Linked DNA regions of Lactuca sativa: region 2 is linked to region 1. The links are chromatin contacts, called in public Hi-C maps. All regions are on one chromosome and are shown on one strand. Each heading gives the region's core, a stretch centred on a gene start, on an enhancer-like site or on the middle of the called end of the contact. The rest is flanking DNA. Distances are from core to core; before and after follow the strand shown.

Region 1 (3,267 bases), core at 296-2,795:
CTTTATATGTGTATGTATGCTCCGGTAGTAGACAGAAAAACACGATGAGGCCACCGAAATTAGATTTCTAGAGCCGGTAGAAAAGTAGAAAACGACCGCGAGGATGACAAAAGTTGGTGAAATCGGACGATTTTGAAAGGGGAACGATTCATCAAAAATTAGTTGTCCCTGAATCACCAAAATCAAGCATCCAACATGTTCTTATTTTCGTATGTCATTAATTTTGTACCCCTATTTTTATTCCAAAATTGAAATATCTAAAAGGAAATTGACTCATTTGATAGTTGAAAATGATCAATTTATGACTTCAATCAACAAATCGACAATGAAGGCAGATGAAAAAACTTATGCATTTGATTGATGCATAGTTTGTTGGTTCGCTAGACTTTTTTTTTGTCTCTCTCTCTCTCTCTCTCTATATATATATATATATATATATATATATATATATATATATATATATATATATATATATATATATATATATATAAGCTTTTATAATCTCCTTTTGAATATATGAAGAATTATTCAGTATCAAATTTATTATTTTTTGAAAATTTCCTATAAACCTAAAAATAATTTTCCAAAACTAAACACAACCTACTTAAATAAAAACTATTTTCATGTTCAAAAACTTCACAATCTTCCGACATAAATTTAGATCCAAAGTATCATCACCATCCGTATATCTTTTTTACTAGGTGTGAGACCAATGTATCACATGAGTTTATTTAAAAGAAATTAATATAAAATTCAAAATATTTGGGAAGATTAAATTTATAAGAAAAGTGAGAATTGAATTATAAAAATTAAAGTGTTTTTTTTGTCTTTTAAATTTAAACAAATAATTTAGATAAAAAAATAAATAAAAGAAATTAATAAAACTTTAATTTAGTAATTTTGAAATTAGAAGGAAAGTCCATTAATAAAATTGATATTCATTTATTATTAGACTTAAATAATATTTGACATTTAATAAAATAGAAAAACCATAAAATGACAAGTAGAATAAAAATTAATTTAAAATTACTATAAAATTACATGTGCCAAATTGAATGAGAATATGACAAGTAGAAAAAAAAAACTTTCATTTATTAGAATAGCCTAATATTAAAAAAGTATGTCTTATTATATTCCGAAAGATATTTTTTTAATCAACACAATTTCTCAATTGTTTGTGGTTGTTAGAACGAAATTTTTTAAATATGTTACATATGATAACACTGGACGAAATTTATCCAGATAAACTTTTTGGTCCCATCAAAAAATATGGAATCCAAAAATCAAAATATTTCTTCTACTAACACAATATCAATGCTAAGAAAAATAAACCCGGCCCAAACCGGTTCCCCATAATCACAATTCACAACTCACAACTCACAAGTTACTTTTAACTAATCGGTTTATTCTTTGGGCTCTAATGTATGGGCTAATTTCTAGGCCCAATTTGAAGGCCCAACTTCAAGAAGCTTCACAGTTCACACACATAACACGGAAGAATATTCCGTCGGTCTAGAGTTTAAACTTTACAAACCCTCGAATATATCCCCCTCTTTCTCTTTTACCACCATCCATCTCTGCGTGTTTTTGTGTGTGTAGCAAGCAAAGTAACAGCGAAGAAGAAAACCTAGGGAATCAACAGCCATGGCGGAACACCGTGTAAGCAAGAGGCTGAGAAATTACGTCACCAACAAGGAACAACCAGAATTCACCGGCAAAAGTCTCAGGAAAATTCGAGTCATCTGCTCCGACCCTGAAGCCACCGACTCATCATCGGATGAAGCTGACAGCGGAGAGCGATCATCGCCACGCCGAATTGTTTGTGAAATTGTGATTGGGGTCAAATCTGATGAAGCCGAGGAACCTGTGGAGCGGAAGGATTCGGCGGATCAAACCGGAAAGAAGAAATTAACCGGAGTTCGATTGCGAAAGTGGGGTAAATGGGCGGCTGAGATCCGTGATCCATTTAGCAGAAAAAGAATTTGGTTGGGTACATATAACACCGCGGAAGAAGCATCGAAAGCGTATACGACCAAGAAGCAGGAGTTTCAAGCAAGATTGTCGGCTTCTGCCCCAATTCGACCCAAATCCGATGGCGAATCGTCGACACAGGTTTCTCAGGAGGCAGATCATTACTCTACGGAGGGGGAGGAGAAGGAGACGCGTTTGTCGGGTCGGGTCGTTCCGGATCACGCCCCAATTGCGAAATCGAAAGTGGTTCATTGGAAGAAGTGGGATAGATGGGGTGCCAATGTTCATAACCCGGTAATCAATTCAAACATCCAGTCTGATGATACATGTGATGCTGAAGAAGAGGCTTCAAATACACTCCAATCGATGAAGATGGGTTTGAGGCCGGGTTACATGGCCCCATTCGGATCAGAAAGTGGCTCATCTCGTAAATCCTCAAAGACCGAGACGAGCGGTGGCGGTGGTGGTGGCGATGAAACAATCAGCGGCACCACCACCACCACCACTTCCATGGAAGTATCAACAGAGGAGAAAGGAAGAAACACAGCTACGGAGGAAGGTCAATTAAGTGAAAATGTAGATACAGAAGAAGGAAACAAGCCACCATGGTTGGGTTTGGGCATTGGTATGCTTGTGATAGATAACAATGGCAATCTGTTGGGTCAATTCAGCAGGCTGGATGATGACCTGAGGATCTGCTGATTAACAACAAGGGCAAGAAGCTGTTTATGTGACTCCAATTACCTATTTGCTGACTGCAGCGATTGTACATGTTTTTAATTCTGCAACAGTCACTGGTATACGAATATCATTTGTTGAGTCTTTCCTGCTTTCCCAGTAACATTTCCTTTCCTTTTCTTCTTTTCTTTTCTTCCATGGAGTCAAGACCTGTGTATGACAATTGCATTTTGTGGTTCTACATTCCTTGAGCTCTTCAATTTGATATTGCAGATTTACATTCTTTGAACTTTATACATTGAAAGATAATAAATGTTTCAGTTTCAAATTCAACCAAGAATTGCCTTCAAAGTTTTAATTCTGTATATCTCACAAGGGTTCGTTGTCTTCCAATGTTTTTAAAGATGTTATAGTATTAGGATATGTAGATTGATTTGTTATTCCTGATAGTGAAGAAGACGATATGTTCATCAAAAGCAGCTTGCTCCACCATTTTGGGAGGTAATTATTTTTATTTTGTTTGTGTTATGTAAGAAGTTTTAAATGCAATGAGTGTTTATCTATCAAATGATGATATTGTAGAAAGTTTAGGAATGAAAAAGCAATGAGACTGTTTTG
Region 2 (3,267 bases), core at 531-3,030, 130 kb before region 1:
TCGGAAAGAATGCCATTAAATACGGGAGAAACCCTAAAATCATGGATTGGGTTGCACCGACATTCGTGCTACGACACCTTATGTGTCACATTTTGAAATGTCTGGTCCAGCAAGGCCTAATCAACATAAGTCCAAATCGATCCTAGCTCAACACTAACTATTTAATTCTTAAGCCTTATACTTCTAGCCAAAAAAAATTATTCATTTTAGGTCCATATTTCAGCCTTTAAAGCCCGAGACCTTCTTTTCATTTAATTACAGTCCGCCATTCCATTTGGAGTTCATTTAGTGTCTTGTATGATCTGAACCTCCTAGTTGCACTTCAAAATAAGCATAAAGGTGGAAGCTTTGCATCATACGAAGGTCTAAAAGTTGAATTGGTGAAGGTGAACTATAAGCGAAACAACTCTCAACCACCAAATAATCCTTCTTCTTCTTCTTCTTCTTCAATCTTCCAAGTAAAGCTTCCAAGGTCACCATAACTTGAAAGAAATGAAGGATGAACAATATGTAGGTAGGGTTTACTCCAAAGAGACTCTTTGAGTTGAAAGGGTCTGCAAATGACCTAAAACTCGGAAAGAATGCCATTAAATACGGGAGAAACCCTAAAATCATGGATTGGGCTGCACCGACATTCGTGCTACGACACCTTATGTGTCACATTTTGAAATGTCTGGTCCAGCAAGGCCTAATCAACATAAGTCCAAATCGATCCTAGCTCAACACTAACTATTTAATTCTTAAGCCTTATACTTCTAGCCAAAAAAAAATATTCATTTTAGGTCCATATTTCAGCCTTTAAAGCCCGAGACCTTCTTTTCATTTAATTACAGTCCGCCATTCCATTTGGAGTTCATTTAGTGTCTAAACAATTGTTGATTGTCCCATTCCTTATCTTCAGATACGTTGATATACACCTTAGCCAACGACCCCTCTTATTTTTTCAGTCCATTTCTTTGACTTTTAGCATTCGTAATCCTATGTGGTCTCGGCGATGGGTTCGGGCTCTTCCCTTCTTTCTTCGTTTTGGATGTGAGTGAGTTTGTTGCTAGATTCTTCAGATTATAGGTTTTGCGCTTCACAAAATTTCGATGCTCTGGGAAGAGAATTTTGGAATTGAGTTTTCAGAATTGATTGAGAAAACTAGGTATAAAGATTATAAGCGGTATTATCTAACGAAAAACATGATCGGTTATATTATTGTTGCATCTAGAGTAGGTTATATTGTTGTTATAATGTTGGTATTGTGGGTGGTTTGAGTTTTCAGAATAAACAATGGCAAATCTTGATAAACGGTTAAGTTGCATTGGTTGCGTCTTCGGTTAAAATCATCTTTTTGGATTTGCCACGAGAATCCATTTAAAATAGATTCGGATAAAATGAAAATGAAATCGTAGAGAAATTGAATGGAAGTATGAAACTAAAGAAACTAAAATTTACGGTTTCTTAAAGATTAAAGAAGAGAGAGAGAGATATGATCGAGTTCAAACGGGTTATAACTTATGCCATCTTCAATTTGGCGGTACAAATTTACAGTAGAACCATGTAGCCGACGATACCGACTATTAGCCCGGGAGCAAAATACATCTTCTCACCTCTTATGTTTGTCAAACAACATTTATAAAAGAAAAACTTACCTTCCGTACGATCCATTTAATACGTTTTGACCGTTTGGAACAAGGAAGACGGAGTGAATGAAACGTTTCACGAAGTCGAGAATAGAAAAAGACATTAAAATCCACAGTCATGACTCATGCCATTCTTTATGCAAATAAATAACATTTCCTTTATGTTTCTTCGCATTTGCGTTTCCTAAATCGAAACTTATGTTTCTCTCTCCACCCGATTGGGTAAACCACAGTCAAATTTCACTGTACATCTTCTTCACAGTCTAATCTTGGCCATAGATTCCTCATCTTTACTCTGACTTTCACAAACAACACACTAGGGTTTTTCACTTTCCATTTTATTAGGGTTTTTCTCTTCTTTTTTCTATATAAACCTTCCGTCTTCTCCAATTTCTACGTTTGTTCCTTGAAGGGTTTTAGAGCGAGAGAGAAAAGAGAGAGAAAACAGTTGTTTTGGATTGAGAGAAAGAAGAGCTGGTTTTATGTCGGTAAATTCATTGGTTGTGATTAGGGCTCCATTGAAGCTCTGTATTTCATCTGCTCTGTTCATCTGTTCTTTCTGTTGTTTCACTCACCATAGGTTTCTCTTTTCTCCTTCTACTGTTTCGATGCCTTTGAGGCAAAAAAGGTACGAGGCTTCCTAAAACCCTTTCGTCTCTGATTTCGTTAAATTTTGACTTTTTATTGATTCAATTTTGTGGGTTTTTGTTCATTTGCAGGATTTCTTCTGGAGTAAACGGTTTTGGTCGATTTCACATAAAACGATTCTTCAAATTTTTTGTGTTCTTCGGAGGGCCTGTTACATAGTCATAAGTCACTACCTGAGTTTTGTTCAAGTTTCGTTTATTATTATTATTTTTTTTCTTTTTTTGGGGTATACAAATGGTTGGTTTTTGGAAGAATAAAGCCAAGTTTCAAGAATCAAACAAACCCATGAGAACAATTCGAGTCATTTGTCATGATCCTGATTTAACTGATTCATCCGATGATGATAATCCCAACAAAAAACCCTACGGATCAAAGAAGATTGTCCGGGAAATCAAGATTCCATTGATCGGCGACGGAAATATCTGTACTGAGAGTTCTTGTCAAGGTAGCAACAATGGAGAAAACAACACTGGGAAAAAGAAGAAGGGTTTGTCTAAAACCCTAAGTAAGCCTTCATCTCCTCCAACTCCGGCAGCGTCTGTTTCAAAATACAAAGGAGTTCGCCGGAGAAAATGGGGTAAATGGGCTGCGGAAATCCGTGATCCGTTCAAGGGAAGAAGGCTTTGGCTTGGCACTTATAACACTGCTGAAGAAGCTTCCATGGCTTATTCAATCAAAAGGCTTGAATTCGATAAAATTGCCGAATCTCTCAAGATTAACAGTAATAACCCTGATCATGCTCTGGTTTCTCAACCTGAAAAGAATACCGTTTTTGAAGATTCCGGGAGTTCGATTTCAGCTGTTTGTTGTAATATCAAGCAGACAGATGGTGATGGTGATGAGATGAAGAAAATAGAAACAACTAATTTTCCCGAAATTGATCAAGAATTTGATCTTGGATTGGAACTTGATGCTGCGTTTTTGGACAAAATTTTACCACCTGGTAATCAATTTGGCGATCTTGATGATTTTGAGCTCATTGGGTTTGATG

Evidence for each region. Hi-C and Micro-C count contacts between places; a contact is called where the count stands out from the background.
Region 2: a Hi-C map of leaf shows a contact between it and region 1, with 6 times the contacts expected there. The contact joins the promoter of LOC111904549 here to the promoter of LOC111904548 in region 1. A contact is called at or near these places in 2 of 4 Hi-C or Micro-C datasets (both in leaf).

Annotation. Positions count from the first base shown.
Region 1 is chr3:81,101,267-81,104,533 of Lsat_Salinas_v11, reverse strand. LOC111904548 reads left to right here and starts at 1,545. Exons shown (of 1, transcript XM_023900301.3): 1 at 1,545-2,982. The coding sequence starts at 1,645. The coding sequence ends at 2,673.
Region 2 is chr3:81,233,473-81,236,739 of Lsat_Salinas_v11, reverse strand. LOC111904549 (ethylene-responsive transcription factor ERF118) reads left to right here and starts at 1,780. Exons shown (of 2, transcript XM_023900302.3): 1 at 1,780-2,256; 2 at 2,348-3,267. The coding sequence starts at 2,511.